2 separate regions of the Sus scrofa genome follow, and region 2 is linked to region 1. The links are chromatin contacts, called in public promoter capture Hi-C maps. All regions are on one chromosome and are shown on one strand. Each heading gives the region's core, a stretch centred on a gene start, on an enhancer-like site or on the middle of the called end of the contact. The rest is flanking DNA. Distances are from core to core; before and after follow the strand shown. Region 1 overlaps GATAD2A (transcriptional repressor p66-alpha). Region 2 holds the start of GATAD2A (transcriptional repressor p66-alpha).

Region 1 (4,669 bases), core at 806-3,305:
GACATGGGGAGCCTAGCTCCTATTCTGGGGGTGGGTCAAACAGGAGTCCACCAGGGCTGGACCCCTTCCTTTCTTTGTCCTTTGCTTGTTGGCCACACTGGGAACACCCTGTCCCTCACCAGAAGCTGCAGGACTCCAGCCTTGTGGTAATAGGCTCCAAGTGGGACCATGGGTGTCTGTGATGGCCTCTGGCCCCAGCTTGGGGTGGAAGAAACTTGCTTGTCAAATGGGCAATGACAGCATCACCCTTGGAAGGCTGTGGTAGGGTGAGCTGACTTGTCATAGGGCCGCCGTAATGGCACCTTGTAGGAAGGCAAAGGCACTTTCCTTGGATGAAGGTGAGGGTGAGAGTGAGCTGGTTCCTGGTGAGCTGGTTCTGTTTAGGCTTGTGTTGCCCTTGAGTGGAAGCCCCCAGAATTCCACCCTGAGCTCCCTGCCCAGAGGATGGACATTTGGGGGCAGGGCTAAGGGTTCCCCTAACGTTCATGCTGCTGTAGGGGTTGGGTCCCATGAGTGCCGTGGAGTAGGGTTGACTATGCTTCCAGGGCCTGGGGGTGGGAGGACTGGGCCAGCCAGGGACTTTTCTTTGGGCACAGATTTGAAATGCATCTTGAAGGTTGAGTTGGGGCTTACAAGGAAAACAGGAGCATGGTGGAGGGATGTTCCTCAGAGGGACCAATGGTGAAGGTGGGAGGAGCCCACGACAGGACTTACCTGTGAGTACAAGCAGGGGGTTCATTCAGGGGCTGGGGTCTGGAGGGCCAAGACTAGTGTTTTCTGAGAGAGCAGCTGAGACTGGTACTGGGTTTAGTAAAGCCCCTCCACCTCACCTCTAAACAGCTAGCGACCACCTGTCTCTTCCTATCCAGCCAGCCCAGAAGATGAGGGGGAAGTGGGATGATTCTGGCAGGGAGTAGGCTGCTGGCCCTACTGTCTCCCTGGGCCAGCCCTGAGGAGCAATTTGTGGCCCGAGGCCTTACTGGGCCCACACAGTCTTCTGCTATTTCCCTAGTTTATGCGGGAATCTCAGGGACCTTAACTAAAATGCAGGCTTTGATCAAGCAGATCTAGGGCAATAATGTGCTCTAGCAAAACTGCCCTGCTGCTCTGTGTGCTGAGGTGGGTAGTGGTGCAATCCTGCCTGCGGGCATACCCCCATTTGTGCCTCTCCCTCCTGGTGGACCTTAAGGAACTGCTTTTACACAAGGGCTTCTCCCCACTATCTGGCACAGCACCTGCCTCTTAAGTTGGCTTTCAGCAAGTAGAAGTGAGGAAATAAATGAACGCATGTGGATCAAGTGTGCCTTCCTAGGATAGCCAGGCCTGTCAGAGCTGTGTTCCCTTGATGAGACTGCTTCCCCTGGCATGGGCCAGCGGGACACTAAATATTAACCTCGCAATGACCACTAATTGGTAAGCAATGGGCTGATAGTTTGGTGCTGTGGTTGGAGGGATCTTATCTCAAGTTAATTTTCTAATTCCTACCTTCTCTTCAAGTTCCTGGCAGATAGCAGAGCTTTTGTGTTTGTTTAGCTGTGTCCGGCATACAAGGGGAGAAGGAGTGAGACCATTTTTTTTCCTAACAGCTTGGCCTGCTTCCAGGGATTTTCATTTTATTTTTTCTTATGTTTTTGGCTATACCCACAGCATGCAAAAGTTCCCGGGCCAGGGTTCAAACCCACACCACAGCAGTGACAGTGCTGGATCCTTAACCCACTGTACCACAGGAGAACTCCTAAAACACTTTTTTTAAAAAAGAATGCTTATGATAATTTTGAGCCTTTGTCAAATGGGTATTCTTTTCCCAAGTTAAAAGAACTCCGTGGGAAGGTACTCAGAGACTTGAAGCACCTTTGCTGTAAAAATTCAGCTTAAGAAAGTTTTTCCTGTTGGAAACTAGTAGAGCTGGTGGCCCTTCTGTGTTTGGAAGAGGTAAACCAGGTCCCTGTAACACACCAACAGTCGCCTGTGGGCCAGGACCACACAGGAAGTGCCTGCAGCCTGGCAGCCCCAGGGCGAGCTGGGCGCCTCCATTTTCTGACAGCACCTGAACCCTACCTCACTTCTCAAAATGAAGGCTGCTTGTCACAAACTGGTTAGAACTGGCTGTTGCCATGGTTTTCACGTTGGAAGGCACAGTTAAAGGGTCACATGACCAAAGCGGGAAATGCCTTTGTCACATGACTTCTTGGTGGCCTGATTAGCATACAGGAAGTTCACTCCCTGCTGGCTGCTGGGATGCTGAGTGATCATTGATGGGAGGTGATGTCATGTCTTGGACGAGTTATTGATTAGTCTCAGTCCAAGATGGGATCTGGGAGTGCTGTGGTCAGAGTGGCCATCTCAGGGAGCGTCAGCTTCCACATGCTCTCAGTCCCAAACCCTATCCTCGTCCCTCAGGCAAATTTGAGTTTTATTAGACATCTTACTTTTGGAAGATGTCTAATAAAACTCAGTGAGATAAAACGTGATAAGTCCCTGTGGATTATTACCATTATCTCAGTGCACTCTTACTCAAGAAGTGCCTGCAGTCTGTAACTCTAGATGTGGTTCTGCCTGGGCTGCTGCTCTGCCTGTGTGCAGCTCCTGTGCTGGAGCCTTGTGTCTGCTCACTGTCTTAGTGTGTTCAGAGAACCTGGAATTGGAGCCCCCAAAGTTGATCTTGGGCTGAGTTGACAATTAACAGGGGGACACACGGACATGAAGAGGGGTGGTTCCTGAATTGCATTGGTTTTTAGTTGGATAAGGCCGTGGTAAAACACCCTGAGTTACTTTATAGAAAGCCAGCCATGTTGCTGTGAGCTGTGGTGTGGGTCCCAGACGCGGCTCAGATCTGGCATGGCTGTGGCTGTGGCATAGGCTGGCAGCTGTAGCTCCGATTAGACCCCTAGCCTGGAAACCCACATGCCTCGAGTGCAGCCCTAAAAAGCAAAAAAAAAAAAAGAAAGAAAGAAAACCAGTTCCAGGGCATGAGAAAGTTGGCTGATAACTCCTATGAGGGGATTCTTTAGCTTAAAATGGAAGTCTTCTCATTCACTCCTGGTCTCTTGTTGAAGACCATCTAGCAACTGCACTGGTTAAATTGAATCAGGGCTGAAAGTGTTGAGGCACAGCAGCCATGCAGCTTTAGGAAGGGCTGGGGAGAACGCTATATTGGGGGAGCAGGGGAGTCAGCAAACCCTCAGTGTCTGGTCCTCTGTGCCAATCCTTGCCTAAGGACATGGCTCACTCCAAGAATAGAAAAGGTGGTTCCCTGGGATGTTAAAACACAAGTTCTCCGTCTATAACTGTCCCCTGCTTAGGTGGAAGGAGTGGGACAACTTAGAGCCATTACTCCCAGTTAACTTCATTCAGTTTATTCTTTGGGTCACAGAGCCACCTAGCGGATGAATTCAGTCCTAGGCTGGTTTTCCTGTTAATAGATATATTTGATTCCTTCAACACAGATGCTGAGGCCAGGAAGTTTACATTGTGCCCTCAGCAAACAGAGCTATTGATTCGGGGCTAAGTGCTATCTGTAGGACCTGTTGGTTCTAATGTGTGGAGTTACTAACACCGTAGTAGAAGCCTAGCATGACTAGATCTAAATATATGTCCTAGGGGACTTGGGTGGTAGGATTTGGGGTAAGAGGGAGAGAGGGTAATAGGCAGTGGTGGCTGGGAACTAGTTTCTGAGCAGATCAGGTTGATTGGAAAGTACCCAGATCTGTGAGAGAAAATGTATTCTGTGTTCTAGTTGATTTCAAAACGTGCAACTGCTGCTATCACATTGTCACTGGCAGGATGAAGAGGCCACGTGTAGCTCAGGAAGGACTATCCAACAGGCAGCCTTGGCCACCTTGTGAGGTGGTGAGACTCCATGCCCAGGAGCTAGAGTGTAGGCTGACAGCATGTGGATCAGCCCTTCGTCTTCTGGGGGCAGGCAGGTGGGCTGTCCAGATGTGAAGGCTGTCGGCGAGACTGAGTTGAGTAAAGGAAAGGCTGATTCGTGTGGGGGTTGGACTCTAACTATCAGGTGGCCTCCAACATGGGCAGGTAGGAGCCCCAGTAGCAGGCTCAAGATCTGGGACCTAGTGTTTTTATTAAGTACTGAGCCACATGGTAGAGAAAGCTGTGGTGTTTTCTAAAATAACTGTGTCACCTTTGGACATGTAGATGTCTTCAGTCCTAGGGACACAGAATTGGGCACCAAGAATAGCCCTGGCTTTTGAAGGGTTCAGCAACAGACTGGCAAGTGGGAACCGCCACATGATAAGTGCAGTAAGAGAAGACAGCCTGGGTGGGCAGACATGGCGTCTGGGGCTCTAGGGAATGTTGTCTGGCACAGTTGGGGCACTCTAACAACTTGCTGTCCCTGCTCCACAGTGAAATGAAGTCTGAGAGGAGAGCCCCTTCCCCCGACGTAATTGTGCTCTCTGACAACGAGCAGCCTGCAAGCCCCAGGGTGAATGGGCTGACCAAGGAGGCCTTGAAGGAGACCAGCACCGAGGCCCTCATGGTGAGCCTTGTCCCCACCCTGGGAACGACCCCACCGTGGAGCTGGCAACAGTGGGGCCTATGTTCCCCGGCCCCCAGCCCTCCCCCTCAACCTTTGTTCTCTTGCTCATATAGAAGAGCAGTCCTGAAGAACGAGAAAGGATGATTAAGCAACTGAAAGAAGAGTTAAGAC
Region 2 (4,669 bases), core at 1,210-3,709, 84 kb before region 1:
GGTTGGACAATGAGCTGCTCTTTGATCCTAGTTTAATTCAGAACTACAAAAGCACTGAGAGATTACTTAAATGAATAAGGCTGAATTCTTGCTCTTGGAAAGCATCCTAGTTAGTGACAGGAATGAAACAAAAATCTTCTGAGTACCAGGAGCTCACAGTCCTCAGTGCAACCTTTGGAGACAGGTGTTCTCATTTCTGATATAGCTGGGGAAAGTAATCTAGCTAGCGAGTTGCAGGCGTGGGTTCGAACCCAGTTCTGCCAACCACCAAAGTCCAAGTATTTATTGTCCACCCAGATCACCTTAGACATTTGCAGAATATGGTAAGTGCTACAGCAGAAGAGCAAACAAGGCCCTCTGGGAACACGGTGTCTTTATGTTTCCAGTGACTTTCTTCTCTAGCCAAGGACTCAGTCAGCCTTACCATTTGGGTCCAGGCTGAGCTCATTCAGGGAGTCAAGCCCCACAGGGCTCTCTGCCAACCTCCCATCACTCTGACTCTCAGAATTTACTTTTTACTTTTCTTCCAGGAATGTCAGCCCATTTGTAACAATAACAATAATCCTTTCTACATGGGTACCCTGCTTCAAGGTTTACAAAGCACTTTCACATCCATTATCTCATTTAATTACTTCCTCCTCTACATTCCTACAACATATTCCTGGTGTCTCTTTAGTATAACAGTCTGCCTTGTCTAATAGGCCTGTTTCCCTTCATTGCGTTCATCTTGGCTTAAAAGTTCCATCCTATAATTCAGACATCTCAGCATCTTACACACTTCTGTGCAGAAAGTGGGGGCAATAAAAGTTTTGCCATATTGAATCCTTAGAGTATTGTGGATCTTTCTCATTGCCGCTTTCTTCACCTTTGAATCAATGGACATTTATTTGATTGCTTACAAAGGGCATAACTTAGGTTCTTTGGGGGGTAAGTCAGGGGAGGAGTTCAGACAAACTGGGAGAAGACAGAAGTAGGCCATGGGTTCATGTGACATCAGAGTCTGGGTGACTGCTTCGTTTTGTCTGGGGATAGGTGGCAGGCAAGAATGCTTTTTGGAAGGGCCCCACCCAGGAGAGAAGGAAAGTGGGGCTGAAGAGCCTGACAGGGGACAGAATTAGGAAGAGCCACAGATTTGACCCTTGGGGAAGAGTGGACAGCTGCTTGGAAAAAATCCCCCCCCAAAAAAAGAGGGCTAAATGGGTAACTCTTCTAGGACAGAAGGGTCAAACGGTTGCACTTCTTAGGAAAAGAGAAACTCCTGCAACACTCAAATATTGCTTTGAAAAAGTGCAGGGACCGCAACCGCCTGGCAATTCTTGAGTAAAAAGGGTGAGGGACCACAAGTCTCCTGCAATTCCTCTCTGCAGAGAGAAAGTGTGCTTTAAGTCCCAAATTTCTCCTTGTCAGAGGAGGGACTTACAGGTTAGGAATTTCCCAAGGTATCTTCAGAAATGAAGGCCAGGGACATGCGGCCCCCACCGCCCCTCAGATCACAGAGGGAGAAGGCCCCCACTAGGGCTCACAAAAGAGGCAGGGTATGTTCCCCAAATACTCTCCAGCAAAGGCAGTGGGTCCTGAGGTCCCTCAAGTTCTCCTCAGTAAAGGACAGGGGCGCTAATCTCGAGAAGTTTTCTTAGAACAGAGAGCTGGGGTCCCGACTGTACAGAATCATTCTTATCCTGGCAACTCTCCTCAGAAAAATGGGCAGGGCAAGAATCGCTAAAACTCTTCTCAGAAGGGGCGAGGGCTAAGATTCTTGCAGGTTCCCCTCAGAACGCAGGCTAGGGGCAAGAATCCGTAACAGTCTCCTCAGAATAGGGTCGAGCCCGTGACTCTAACCTGAAAAGAACCCAGAGGCAATGAAACCCCTCGGGAACAAGGCAGGGCCACAGCTCGCCCAGTGTCCTCGGAGCGCGCCTCCTGCTGCCCCGCCCACCGTAACCGCCCCACGCCCGCCCGGCCCAGGCCGCCTCCGGTGCATTGTGGGTGGGGCGCCCCTGCTGAGCACTGCGGGGAACCCCCTGTCCAGTCAGTTGTTGGCCGCCAGGCATCCCCACGGAACCCCCCTCCAGTGTCCGAGCGAGCTGGCCACGGATTGACGCGTCCCCTAGACCCCGCCTCTTGCGGTGCTCCGACCCTGAAGCTAAAGCCCCGCCCCCGCAGCGCCCTGACTGGACCTGAGTCCGGATCCACTCTCCCATTGGTAGACCACATGTCGGTCATCTCATCCCGCCTCTCCAGGCCCGCCCAGGCCCCCGGCGCGATCCCGAGGGCCAGCCGGCCCGCGCGATCATTGGCCGCAAGGCGCTGTCCGTCATGAAGCTGGCCACGCCCTCTCTGGGGCGCGGATCCCGGGAACCCTAGCCGGACCTCATTGGCCTGAGGCGCCGCCACTCGGTGAGACGCGCCTCAACCCGGAAGTGTGCGAGACGAAATCTGCCTAGCAACCGGGGAAGCCGGGCGGCGAAGCGGGCAATTTCAGTGTGAGACTGAGCGGCGAGACGGAGCGGCGGCTCCGAGCGCGGCGCGGCGGCTCCTCCCGCCCGGGGTCAGCGCCCCGGCGCGCGCACGCGCACCCCCGCCGCCCGAACGCGCCCCGCGCCGCCCGCGCAGTCCGTCGGTCGACCGTCCGTCGTCTTGTCGCCGCCGCCGTCGCCGCCGCGGGCGCCACCTGAGGGAGCTGCCGCACGGGACCTGAGCCGACCGGACCCGACCCTGCCACCCGAGGCCCCCCGGGACCCCAGCAGTCGCCCGCAGAGGCGCCGAGCAACTTCGGTGAGTGAGGGGCCGGCGTCGCTGCTGGCGGGTCCCCGGCTTCCGGTGCCCGGGGCTTCTCTGGGGCTTCCGCTTCTTCGAGGGGGCCTCTTCCATTGCGTGGACCCCCTTGTCTGAGGGGACCCGCTTCTCTGAGGGACCCCGCCTCTTGAGAGGATCCTCCCTTCCCTGAGGATCCCCTGTCTCTTTGAGGGAACCTCCTGCTTCGCTGGGGAGCCCCTTCTCTGAGGACCGGAGCTGTCTGAGACTCCCCCTCCCAGCTTCTTAAAGGGGACCCCTGCTTGTCCGAGGGGTTGCTTTCTCCGAGTGACCTCCTGCCTTTCTGGGACCCCCTGTCATAGGCGATCCCCTGCTTCCCTGACGGACCCCTACCTCTCTCAGGAGACATCTTTGCTTCTAGGGGACCCTCCCCCTGAATTCTCTGGGGGATCCCCACCTCTCTGAGGAGATCCCTGCTTCTGTGAGATATTGTCCCACTGTTCTGTGTTTTTTTTTGCCCTTGATGTTTTGTGGTGTCTCTCACTTTTCATAGGTCCCCCTTGCCCCCTACCTTTCTGCGATGCTCTCCTGGCTTTTCTGTTCCCGCTTCTTTGGGTGACACCCTCCTTTTCTCAAGTGTCCCCCAACTAATCTGAAGTGTTCCTGCTTCTGTCAGAATCCTTCTTGGAGGTGTTCCCCACTTTTCTGAACTGTTCTCACTTTGGATGGGACCCCTTACTTTTTTTTTTGCTTTTTAGAGCCGCATCCGTGGCATATGGAGGTTCCCAGGCTAGGGGTCAAATCTGAGCTACAGCTCCAGGCCTACACTACAGCCACAGCAATGCCAGATCCTTAAGCAACTGAGTGAGGCCAGGGATCGAACCTTCAACCTCATGGTACCTTCAGATTCTTTTCCCCCGCACCACCACGGGAACTCTGGGACCCCTTAGTTTTTGATAAATACTTCCATTTTCCTGAAGCCCCCCCACCCAAGGCCCATACATCTGATTGGATCCTTATTTGTCTGAGGAAATGTTCCTCATTTTTCCAAAATCATTTCCTTTCTGGGGATCACTTTCTAATCTGTGGATGCCATGATGTTTGGAGGAGTCCCTGGCTTCTTCAGAGGTTCCCCACCTAATTCGAAATGTTCCATTCCTACAGCTCTTCACTTCTCTGAAATATGCCTCCACTTTTCCAAGATATCTCCTCTCTGATGGAAGACACAGTGGATTTCTTCACTTCTCTGAAGGGTCCCCCTGCATTCCCAGGCATTTCCCCTCCTACTTGCCTGAGGACATTCCCCCTTTCCTGAGGTTTCTCTCCCCATTCGCTAAGGGAGAAACTCTTCCCTCATTTCTCCTTGGAGTCCTAACTTCAGGGTTCCACAATTTCTGTACCCATTTCTCTCCGTTCTGGAAGGAGAGGATCAGAAATGCCCCCCCCCCCCAATCTTCTTTGTCTCTAGATTAGGGGTATTCTCTGAACTCTTACCTCCTCAGGGACCTGGAAGATTTTGTGGCTGGAAGGGAAATCAGGAGACAGGCAGAAAACACTGTTTTCCCTCATCATTTAAGACCTGCTAGATTTGGGGGAGCAGGAGCTGTTGCTAAATAGCAATCTTGGTTATTACTCTGTTTTTGAGCCATGGGGAACCACAGTGTTGTCAGGCCATTGTAGAGGCAGGAGGGACAGGGCTGGAGTATCATTAACAACTACCCCCCCACCCCCACCCCGGCCCCTGCCCCTGCCCGCTCCGCTGCCCACTATCACATTTTCAAGTTGTGGGACAGATCTACTTCCTGTCCCATCCCTCAGTCCTCCCTCTGCATAGGGTAACTCACCTTTCCCACCCCCTTATCCCCCAAAAAGGAGACGAAAACCCTTCCTTCAGGTATTCCTGCTGTGTCTTCTC

What was found. Promoter capture Hi-C pulls out the DNA fragments that hold promoters and counts their contacts.
Region 2: a contact with region 1 is called in a promoter capture Hi-C map of liver, with 6 times the contacts expected there. The contact joins the promoter of GATAD2A here to the enhancer-like site in region 1. A contact is called at or near these places in 4 of 5 promoter capture datasets (fetal liver, fetal skeletal muscle and liver), 19 of 47 Hi-C or Micro-C datasets (adipose tissue, blood, fetal skeletal muscle and 9 more) and 2 of 2 datasets of contacts at active chromatin or transcription factors (alveolar macrophages and skeletal muscle).

Annotation. Positions count from the first base shown.
Region 1 is chr2:58,431,052-58,435,720 of Sscrofa11.1, reverse strand. GATAD2A (transcriptional repressor p66-alpha) reads left to right here. Exons shown (of 13, transcript XM_021083423.1): 4 at 4,366-4,498; 5 at 4,612-4,669. Among named protein-coding and RNA genes, the nearest start is that of TSSK6, 22 kb to the right of the region's middle. Within about 2 kb of position 2,055, at least 44 of the 83 cell types and tissues checked have an H3K27ac peak or open chromatin away from gene starts, as enhancers often do. A contact at or near this core is called in adipose tissue, alveolar macrophages, liver and 5 more, where this site is marked.
Region 2 is chr2:58,515,098-58,519,766 of Sscrofa11.1, reverse strand. It overlaps GATAD2A (transcriptional repressor p66-alpha), which reads left to right and starts at 2,459. Exons shown (of 13, transcript XM_021083423.1): 1 at 2,459-2,775.